Linked DNA regions of Mus musculus: regions 2 and 3 are each linked to region 1. The links are chromatin contacts, called in public Hi-C and HiChIP or PLAC-seq maps. All regions are on one chromosome and are shown on one strand. The core of a region is the stretch at or near the end of the contact, and the rest is flanking DNA. Distances in the headings are between cores, read along the strand shown.

Evidence for each region. HiChIP or PLAC-seq counts read pairs in DNA pulled down with a chosen protein or histone mark. Hi-C and Micro-C count contacts between places; a contact is called where the count stands out from the background.
Region 2: a Hi-C map of adipose-derived mesenchymal stem cells shows a contact between it and region 1, with 3 times the contacts expected there. The contact joins two enhancer-like sites. A contact is called at or near these places in 8 of 39 promoter capture datasets (the C10 cell line, cranial neural crest, frontonasal cranial neural crest and 4 more), 2 of 15 datasets of contacts at CTCF or cohesin (large pre-B cells and pro-B cells), 14 of 484 Hi-C or Micro-C datasets (adipose-derived mesenchymal stem cells, cardiomyocytes, cerebral cortex and 9 more), 2 of 115 datasets of contacts at active chromatin or transcription factors (embryonic forebrain and large pre-B cells) and 1 of 9 other capture datasets (embryonic stem cells).
Region 3: a CTCF HiChIP or PLAC-seq map of large pre-B cells shows a contact between it and region 1, with 14 times the contacts expected there. The contact joins two enhancer-like sites. A contact is called at or near these places in 1 of 15 datasets of contacts at CTCF or cohesin (large pre-B cells), 2 of 484 Hi-C or Micro-C datasets (adipose-derived mesenchymal stem cells and ventricular fibroblasts) and 2 of 115 datasets of contacts at active chromatin or transcription factors (fibro-adipogenic progenitors and large pre-B cells).

Annotation. Positions count from the first base shown.
Region 1 is chr13:83,650,620-83,654,184 of GRCm38.p6, reverse strand. Mef2c (myocyte enhancer factor 2C) reads right to left here. Exons shown (of 11, transcript NM_001347575.1): 7 at 1,199-1,371. It overlaps Gm52044 (a long non-coding RNA gene), which reads left to right. Exons shown (of 3, transcript XR_003950630.1): 3 at 1-3,565. Among named protein-coding and RNA genes, the nearest start is that of Gm52044, 9.9 kb to the left of the region's middle. Within about 2 kb of position 1,809, at least 46 of the 459 cell types and tissues checked have an H3K27ac peak or open chromatin away from gene starts, as enhancers often do. A contact at or near this core is called in adipose-derived mesenchymal stem cells and uterus, where this site is marked.
Region 2 is chr13:82,058,183-82,061,747 of GRCm38.p6, reverse strand. No RefSeq gene overlaps it. Among named protein-coding and RNA genes, the nearest start is that of Gm24295, 9.2 kb to the right of the region's middle. Within about 2 kb of position 1,992, at least 39 of the 459 cell types and tissues checked have an H3K27ac peak or open chromatin away from gene starts, as enhancers often do. A contact at or near this core is called in adipose-derived mesenchymal stem cells and uterus, where this site is marked.
Region 3 is chr13:82,256,842-82,260,406 of GRCm38.p6, reverse strand. No RefSeq gene overlaps it. Among named protein-coding and RNA genes, the nearest start is that of Gm24295, 210 kb to the right of the region's middle. Within about 2 kb of position 1,571, at least 11 of the 459 cell types and tissues checked have an H3K27ac peak or open chromatin away from gene starts, as enhancers often do.

The DNA of each region.
Region 1 (3,565 bases), core at 560-3,059:
AGAGAGAAAGAGAGAGAAGAGAGAGAGAAAGGGGGGGCTGATCCATGGGAATGTGTCAGTTTTAAGGGATATGGGATAAATGTGATGAGAGACACTGTGTGCCCTGCCTGACCCACACTCACAGCATCACTGTGGGAGGTTTTATTTCTTAGACTCAGGCTTTTCTAAAGGAAATGTCACATGTTATTTGATTTTAGCTAAATGCACAAAATGAATATATAATAAACAATCAGTTCACAGGACTATTTCACTCCTAGGCATGGCACAGAACAGAGAATTCTAAAACAAAGCAAAACAGAAGGAAATGTTTGTGGGGTAATTTAAATCTATCTGCTAAGTCTTTGCTATATATGTTCTCATTGTTAAGTTTTGCTGATTTGGAGAACACTCTGTCATCTATTGATCTATCTATCTATCTATCTATCTATCTATCTATCTATCTATCTTCTATCATTGTACCTACCTACTACCTATCTTTGTTTTTGGGCTTGATACCACAATATTCTTTTCATCTTATGCACAAGTCTCAGAGCAAGAAAATGATACAGCATGAGATTTTATATATGCTTAAGTTTACATTTCATATGTCTATATTTTCACTTAAAAGCTTCTACTACTTATTTTGGTTTAAAATGTAACATTGGTTCTCAAAATTTCTTGGGTTCTGAGAGTTAGATATTTTCATAAACTACAATAGGCAAAGATTAACTGAGACAATGCAAAGGCATATGATATATTAGATATTAAAGAAGTGATATGTAAGAAAGTATTCCCAATTAATGTAAGAAACCTCATTGAGGAATCAGTGAAAGTATTTTTCACTGTCAGTCAGCATTCTGAGAACATAAGTAGCTCAATAATGTAAAAATTCTCTCATGAAATACCCCACATAAGTATGGAATTCCTATGGAATATGATTTGATCAGGGTTAGAATTATTTTTCTAAGTATAAACGGACAGTCTTACGAAGGAATGTTTTTTCTTATTCTAGAAAGACTATCCAGAAGAAGGGTTTATTGGAATTTTTTAATATAGGAAAGGAAAATGCAAAATCAGTGACTACAACCCCATCAATACGATTAAAACATCCTCAGTCAGTGTTAATCGTCTGGGATGTCCTAAGAAATTCCTATCTAGACAATTAGTAGATACAGATAAGATATCATCAACATGTATTAAGAACAGAGCTGTGCATTACCACTGATGGCATCGTGTTCTTGCTGCCAGGTGGGATAAGAACGCGGAGATCTGGCTTACGATTATTCATTCCTAGATTCATAGGGGGAGGAGATTTGGCTTGTATATTCTTGTTCAGGTTACCAGGTGAGACCAGCAGGCCTGGTGAGTTCCGGGGGTTGCCGTATCCATTCCCTGTTAACACAAGAGATGACAAAACTCAGGGAGAAATCGAGGCGTGTGCATGTTTTTAAAGAACAGCTCATATGAAGATAAAAGGATACGCCTAGCTGTGAGTCATACAAATCAACACATGAAGGCTGACTGATTTAACTTCTGTGGGAAAGGCAGCTTGCCAGTTAATTGTTTCATATACCTCCAAAAGGATATTACAAACTTTTTATTTTTATAAGAAGAAAGCAAATCTTTAACTTGATCAGAAATCTGCATATCATATGTTTTTAAAATTTATTATTATTATCATCATTTGTTATTATTATTATTATTTTCTCCCCCTCCTCCACCCTCCGGAAGAGATTCAGACAGCCAGTTCAGGATCTAAGAAAAGTGCATAACTGATCCTGCACTTAATTGACGAGTTTGGCAGAGGCTGGCTGGAGTGACTCACTCTTCCAGTTCTTTGGTTTGGGTTTGATTCTGTGTGTCTGTGTGTCCTCAGATGAAGAAGGGGCAAGGCACCAAGGCTGTAATTTCTAGGGCGGGCGGGCAGGAGGAGGAAAAACTGCACGTACATTTTGCTCTTCAGTCTTCTCCACTCTAAGTGAATACTCTCTCTCCATGGCCTTTCTTACTTCAAGTTTACTCTCCTCACCAAGTTCAGCACATGGCCTGAAGCCTTGCACACTTCCTGCTCCTGAGAATCTTCAAAAGTGGCAGTCCTCAGGCACTGAAACCATGGTGCCTCCAGGCAAGTGCTGACTCATTCAGACACAGGGAGAGTTCACTAATCGCTAAGAATTAAGGCTCTTCCAGAATCTGATATTTAGCCTCCTACTAACAAAGTAGGTATTTGAAAGCCTCTGTTTTCCACTTTTAAAACGCACTACCCTCACTGATAGGAGCAGCTGAGGCGTTGGTTGGAAAGGCATCTTGAAGTGGAGTAGGAGCCAACCTGGGAAGCTATCTGTTGGTTTCCTGAGGGATAATAGGAGAAACCCACTGCTGGATTCAATAATGCTTCCTAGAAAACTAGCCAGTCGTCTTCCAAGTACCATTAAAGGAGATGGTTAATTTTATTGTTATATTCATTATTACCATCATTATAAAACACAACTATCTATTACTCTTAGAAGAAGGAGACCATGTGCTTCTCAGCAGGAAGGCAAAGGCAGCCTTGGAGGGCTCTGAGATTTCTTTGCAGTTAAGCAATGCACACTTATGGAACATGTACAAACAAAAAAAAAAAAACCAAGGGCAAAACGGTTGTAGAATAATATAGATTATATGTTATTCAATATCTATGGGAGAAGAGATTACCTAATGCAAGTTTAGGAAGAGGTAGGAACTAATGTGTATTTCAACAAATGAGAAGAAGAGGTAAGTTAGGCAGCTGACTTCGGTAACTGGGTAAGAGGCAGGCTGAGGGAGGATTTTACCCAGCATCTTTAAGAAAACTGGGAGGGATCTGCTTACAAAGGAGCCAGTGAAAACAGGGTTCTCTTCGTAGGTGCTCTTTGGAGAAGATGGTCAGTGGGGACTTCCAATTTTATGATGATATGTTAGAAGTAGAGACTACCCAGTTTCAGAACAGTGATAGAAACTGGTCCCTGAATGGTTAGACATCTGCAACACTGGAAAGGGTGGTCTTGGAAAAGCCTATGTGTATGGATCTTTCTTGAGTCTATGGCAATAGCTTCAGAAAGAAAACAAGGAGTTGGGAGGGGAACGCACAAGCATGTTTCAAAGAGATACTTACAGAAATGTTTTGCTATGCCAATACTAATTGTATGAAGTCATGGTTTCATTATGACATGCTCGCACACTTACACAATGCACTTCAATATATTCACCTTCTCTTGTTCCTTCTACCCCACGTTGGCTCCTTTCTTCCCAAACTGTCCCACTGGGGACTCTCTGAATTAAAATATATTTGGGTCATGTGGTCCAAAACACACTTATTCTTCATATCCAATTCATTTACCTGCTTTGTTTCATGAATAAATGAATAGGCTGAATATATAAAAACTCGCAAGGTTCAATCTTGCAACTGGATCATGGTAAAAATTAACAAGTATCTTGAGGCAAAATGAAAATAAAACAAATGAAACATCCCCAAAACAAGTGCCAACTACAAAGTCGTTGTTTAAGAAATTTGCACCGAATTTGAATACAAATTAGTCTTCTATAATAAAACATCAAGAAAAGTTGC
Region 2 (3,565 bases), core at 743-3,242, 1.6 Mb after region 1:
ATAGCTCATGTACACTCATACATACAAACACACATACCCTCATACTCACACAGACACACACACTCTCACATGCAAACACATGCACACTCACACACTCATTCATACACAAATATTCACACGTACTCACATTCACACATGCACACACTCATATACACACGCACACACTCACACATACTCAAATACATGCCACTTACACACAATCACACACACACATTCAAACACTCACACAATACAGTTACTCACGTCTTACACACAGATACATTCACATATAAACACATATATACTTATTCACAAACATACACACACACACACACACACAGTCTTTCATGGTGTTCATGTTCAGTGTTAACACTGCAGTTGGTATCCAGCTCAGATATTCATCCCTATAGAAGTTATATGGATGAATGCTACTTTGGAAGTTATCTCCAGTTTTTACTTCTTGCTCTTACTAATCAACAGTTCAGCAAGGATGAGTCTATAGTCCAAGGACATTTGGATAACTATGGAGACATTTAGTTTGTCATGGTGGGAGTAGATTTGTTACTGGGACACTGCTAAATAATGAACAGGACTATGTAACACAAGAAAGTCAATTGTGTCATGTTTGAAAAAACTGTTCTAAAAGTAAATGGAGTATATAATTTTAGGGTTGCTTCTTATTTGCCAATAGTCACTTTACTGATTTGTGGTAGGGGAGCTTATTAATGAAAGCCATAACCTTATTCCTAAATAAGTAATTCTCAATTCAAGATCAAATGACAATTTCCATACAACAGCATCTCTGTAGAAACTAGAATGTTAACTTTATATTCAATTTATTTAGTGGTGTGAGAAATTAGAAAGGAAACTGGACATGCATTTAATCCCACAACCTGGGAGGCAGCAATAGGCAAATATCATCTCTGTGAGTTCAAATCCAGCTTGATCTATAGAGCAAATTCCAGAATAGCCAGAGCTGCGTAGTGAGACTCTGTCTCAAAAGAAAACAGAAAGAAAAGTAAAAGGAAAGTAAAAGGAAAGTAAAGGAATGGAGAGGAGGGGAGGGGAGGAGAGGGGAGGGGAGGGAGGAGAGGAGAGGAGAGGAGAGGAGAGGAGAGGAGAGGAGAGGAGAGGAGAGGAGAGAAGAGAAGAGGAAGAAAGAGAAAAGGAAAAAGAAAAAGAAAAATGTTAAGAAGGAGGGCAGCAAGAAGTGGCCTAGATTTCGAAGGACTGATTGGAAGAAATTCCTTTCTGAAGATGATACCCAGAAATGTCTCAGTGGGCAAGGAGCTAAGTAGCAACAGATAAAATTAGGTTCTCTGCAATAAGCATCACAGATGGTGTCAAGGTTGGTGGGACTCTTATCAGGTTGAAGTTTGCTTTCTTCAAACTATTCTCTTATAATACTTTCAATCCTCCAAAGTTTTATAAAGTACAGCCTCATGTTTGCTGAGTTTAGGAAGTTGCGGGTTCTGTAGTCAGAAATTTCACCAGAGACCATGTAGATAAAAGTGAGACGGCCAAGGGATTCAAGAAGAGGGGTCAGAACTCTATGGACACAAAGTTAGTTAAGCAGAGGGAAAGGGGACTGAAAGAAGCATCTAGAAGACCTCATAGTCAGAGGAAGGTCGTGCAAGACAGTGGGGAAGTTTCTAAACCCATCCTCTCAGAGTATGAGTGGGTCACTCTCAGGAAGGAGCAAGCCTTCCTTGGTATCCTGACACCCTCTCTGCCCTATAGCAAGCAGAAGGACAGATTTCAGAACACAGTAGCTCACAATTTGCTCTATTCCAGTCCCGTTTTACATTTAAAGGTCTGCCATGTATGTTCGTTTACCCCCTCCTAATAGGTTTGTGTGAAGCTATTTAATTGACAAGAGACACGTTTGCTAGACTCAGGCTCATCCCTAAGATCTCTTCACATGGCCTCCTTTTTTTGTCAGTCACACTTGAACCTCTCCTGACTGGTTAACATCTCAATGAAACAGCTGCCAACTGAGAATAGGAATACAGAGAAAGATGACCTCAACAACAGAAGAAAACAGGCAGCTTCAGACACTGACCAAATCAAGAAGCACTTCACCCGGGTGATAGCTTCCCCTGGCACTGTTCCAAGCTTCACTGCCGAGAACTCTGCCTCGGGGTACTTTGGCCTGTCGCCAGCCTCTGTCATGTAATGACTGCCAGTCCTTTTCCAGACTTAGAACTACTTTGTTAGAGAGCCATCATTACCCACCAAAGAATGTCTAAGGGAAAATTGAGTTGAATAAATTATTAGCAATTTTATAATAAACTTCAAGTCATCTTCCATACATTTTCTTCAAACTGCCAGACTAATTTATATATTAAACATTTAGATACTATCATCCTTCCTTGTCAACTCTCCCTGGTGGAAGATTCTTAAAAGTGGACCATTAGATTCCAGGAGAGTTTAAGCTATGAAATAGCCAGAGGCAGACTAAGCAAGAAACCTTCTCAGATGCTTGACAGCTTTATGGCTTTATGGTCTCAGAAGAAGACCTGATACTTTCAGAAACTTTCCCCACAAAAGAAAGGGATGTCAGCTGGGGAACCAACTGTGGGGGTAGTTTTACTGGTTGGGCAACAGTCCTCTAAAATACAGAAGATATTTTCAAACCCCAGATAGTAGGGCTGGACCTTATTGCTTTAGTTAATTTGCAAGTAGCGGTCACTGAGAAACTACTTGTGTGCATTTGCTCGCATTGCAAAAGCAGCACGTGGGAGGACAACTGAGCCTCAAAATACCATTGGGAGAATTGTGGTTTGGATCATAGACAGAGTTTCAAACATGACCAGCAGCTATTTTTTTTTAGTAATAATGTAGAGTAAAATTCATTTCTCCCTCCATGCCAGCTTCAAACAGAATAAGTAGAGTAACTTCAAACAAAGTTAGTATGAACTTTTCTTAAAACACCAGGGACATGAGATATGCCCCCTCAGAGTTTTCTTCACTCAAGCACATATGGCTTTTGGCCACTCTGATAGTAACATTACTGTACACATTGTTTTCATCTTCCTTATGTAGAATAGTAGAACCCAAAAATACCACTGATCTCACAAACTGTGTGCATGCAAACACACAAGTGCAGCAACACACACAAGCACTCAGCTTGTCAACAACTTCAGCAAAGCAAAATACAAATGATAATTAGAAACATGTGTCCCAGCAAAGAGGCACAGAAACGAAAAGGTCATCTCTTTCCAAATGACCTAATTAGAAGAGCCTGGAGTGCTGGCTACAGTATAATGGCTTTACACAGCTTTTAACTCAGATTTCCTGTTTTAAAACAGTGCAATTTACTGCCCCGTGCAGCAAATATGAATTGTCACTTAATGCCAACAAAATTAGGCTTCCCAACAACACCTGCCTCAAGCAATCTCCTCTTTGTTAGGCCCATCGGCAGAGGATTGCTGATTTGCTATCCCAGAATGACCATTTAGAATATAACACCAGGATGGTTGCCAAGTTGAGAACAATGATTTCATGTAGAAGAGAGCCTGCTTGGTCCTTTACATTAATGCCAATTGAAATATGCATGAATAGACCAAAGGGAAAAGCAGTTGTT
Region 3 (3,565 bases), core at 322-2,821, 1.4 Mb after region 1:
CTTGTTGTATACTGCATATTACTCCTGGCAAGTGGCCCCAGTTCCCCCTTCCCTGTTAGTGGTATAGGCTTACTACAAGTTCTGATAGCTTATAACTCTGATAAGTCTTATATATCAATTTCAATGCATTACAGTTGAAATAATGTTCTCCAGTCTCAATTTGTTTATTAATGTTCTTTTTCTTCTACTTTCAATACCAAAATTATACACATTTAAGTTACACTATGTATTTTGAAACAAATGTAGATTTTTATGCACCCTATATAATAGCCATTTGGGGATACAACACTTTAAACATTCTTCTGACACAGTTTACATGTTAATATGTTATTGCTAACTTTAGACATCATGTTGTACAGAGACCTTCAAAACTCTTCCATCCCATAACTGAAAGTTTGTACCTTTAGATGTTCTTTTTAAAATAGAATTTCTAAATTCTTCTCAAATTCCAAGAAAACAACTATAACAAATATAGAAATCCTTTAAGGTTTTGCTGTCCTTTAAAATACAAGTCAAGGATCAATTATCAAAACAAACTCATTCCATTAATCAGTTTACCAAGGTGCAAATTGTTTATCAGAACACAATGCCAGGGAGGCTGCTTTGTTTAATGACAATCCTAACAGCAAGAATCCCTGGGGCAGGAAGCAAGTAATCAAGACTCCATCTCTGACACTTTAAGATTCTGGCAACAGTCTATTCTGATGCATGGTTACAAGGAGACCTTGTGCAGAAAACAATACACTGAAATAGACTGGACTGGTTATGAAACAATAAACTTAATATAGCTCTGGACCTGAACACAAATTTGCAATTTTTGCCTTCTAGGATCAAGTTTAATGCTCTAGACTGTTTCAAACATATTTTTATTGCCTACTTTGTGCACCTGAATACTCACAACACACACACACACATTTTTAGATAAAATTTCAAAATACATGAGAGTGTCCATGGAGGTTCATGAAGCCATTAAACTCAAACTTGAACTACTAAGCACTTGATCTAGACATAATTCAGGTAGATGCTTGAATGTATTCATGTACTTACTCTGTGTTAGGAGAAATGTAAAATACAAAACAGAAAAAAGTTATAATAATGCCAGAAACATACTAGCAAGATATTACATCCATGTGGAATATTATGGGAAAGTCAGATGATTTCAGATGAAGAGTGGACTAAAGAACTGGCTGTGAACTGACGTTCCAGCAGAAACAGCAGCACGTACTCAGGAAGGACATAGAGAATGCCCAACATTGTGCTGAGGGACAGTGAGTCCACCATCTGGCCTTAAATCAGGAGCATTGAACTATGAGTTGTTCAATACAAATTGAGAAGACAGGTTCAGGCCCAATTATGGAGATAAATCCAGCCTTCCAAAACCAATTTGTTTTATTTTTTTTATTGCTGTCTCATGACTAAGAGAGTGCTCTCAGAGTTACATGATGATCAACATCTCCTCCAAGTTAGAGGTGGGGTCAGGAATGCTGGGAAGAGGTCAGGGTCACTCCAAGACTGACACAGGGAATGACAGAGAGTCCTGTTTCCCAGTCCAGCCATCTCCCAGCCAAGATACACTGCAGCCTCCCTCTTCTTTCCCAGGTTTCAAAGTCTTGCTGTGGAATGACTGGCTGGAAGCTGGAACTGCCCCATATTTTTTCCTCTCCCTGTGACAGAAAAGAAAAGAGATGAGGGCCAGTGAACTTTAAACTTCCTGATAACTATAATGTGGGAAAGTGCCATTTTTAGGTTTACATGAAGGAGCTACCTCTGAGAATGGCCTCTTGGCCTGCGAAAAACTAGAAACATCCCAGGAAGTCACTGCAATGTTGTAGTACTGTGAGAAATTGTATAAAAATAAACATTGGATTATTTCAGGCCTAGTCCCTTGAGAAAATGAGCCAGAATTACTCAGAACTACTAGCCTAATCTTGACAGAACAGAGGAAATTAACAACTGAAGCCAGATTTTTTCCCCTTCTAAAAAAACTGGAGGTGGAAACTATTTATGATATTTTGGAAAATACAAAAGTATCAGGTTAACTGTGTGATTCAAATGACCTTGAGCACAAGATGGCTGATGGTGCTGAGAAAAAGCAGAGGGGACCACCACCTGGGAAAGGTGTAAGCTGAACACCAGACTCAGGAGAGCCTGAACCACACAGTTCAAGGAGCATCAGCTCCGACCTCTGAAAACTTGAACCTCTGGAGCTTGATGGGTTTTCTTAAAGATTTGCTTAGATATTTGTTTTTCCTTGGGAGAAATAAAGATATGAAGGCAGAAAGGAAGCACACTCGGTCACTACGTCACTATGGGAACTCTCCTCAAACATGACCAAGAAAGGATTTCCTTCCTACTGACAAATAATTTCCCACTGAATCTCTGGTTTAAAGGAAATCTACTCACTGAAAAAGCCAAAATCAATCCAAGATTTAAGTCATGTTACCTAAACAATAGCTCAGAGTCCAGTGTTGAAATGATAAAAGGCAGTGTAATCTCTTTCTACAATTTAATAAATCAACACTGTATTGTTCTAATTTTGCTTTAGGGACTTAGTAGCTTCTCTATATAGGCAGACTCCTGGGCCCGTGATATCCTGGCTTTTATCTTTGTATGGGACAGAAATAATCTAGAGACACAACCTGGAGAAGAAAATGAAGACATAGTGCCCCAATTCTTTACAGCTAACTTGAACCTCAAAATCCCACATGGACTTTTATGAAGAAAGGCTTTCTACTGCTAAAAGTGGCTAAACAAACAATTTGAATCTATTACATCTACATAATCTACTAACTCAGAAAATAAAGAGAAATATGAATAAATTTTTGTGCTATAATTTGGGAAAGGATTCACTCTTCACATCTTCATTACCTATGATAGTTAAATCCTCAAGAGAGGCAATGCTAACATAGTGTTGCTCACAACTACTAGCCTAGCTGCAAGAGAGGGCATTTCTTTGAGAGGAATGTTAAGGAACAATTTAGAGTAGAAGGGGCACCATGGAAAGCCCTACACTCTCAAGCTATGTCCCAGCTATAAGAGATAGGAGAAATGATCCAGATACAAGGAGAATTAGCCATGAAAGGGCTTTAAATAGAGCATAGTGTTGAGAAGTTTTAAGCCACAGTTATCAATAGAAAATTTTACAGTAGGTAGAGTATGGAGTCCTGCTTATGCCTTTCCATCGACTGAAGGTTTCTATGGGTCAAAGAATAAAGCATATCTCAAGGGCTGAACTCATATTTGGTGTACCAGGTTGGCAGGGTGTTCCTGGAAAGTAGTCTAAATGATATACATCAATGGTGCAGCTGTCCATCCACGTGTTTTTCTTTGTCTGAGTATAGTCATTCCAGAGTCTGGAGGAGGTTAGTAGTGAGCTTATAGCTCATATTCCCTATGTCTATATCATCTCCAAATGATCCTGCTTTCTTTTTGCCCAGATTTTTTGTAAATTTGTCATTTTTTTTTTTTGAAATTCTGCTAGTTCTCATCAGCTTAAATTCCTTGAGAGATACAACTGCACCCAGGTTCTATGGATTTCTCCAGAGCTTAATGACTTGTTGGAAGT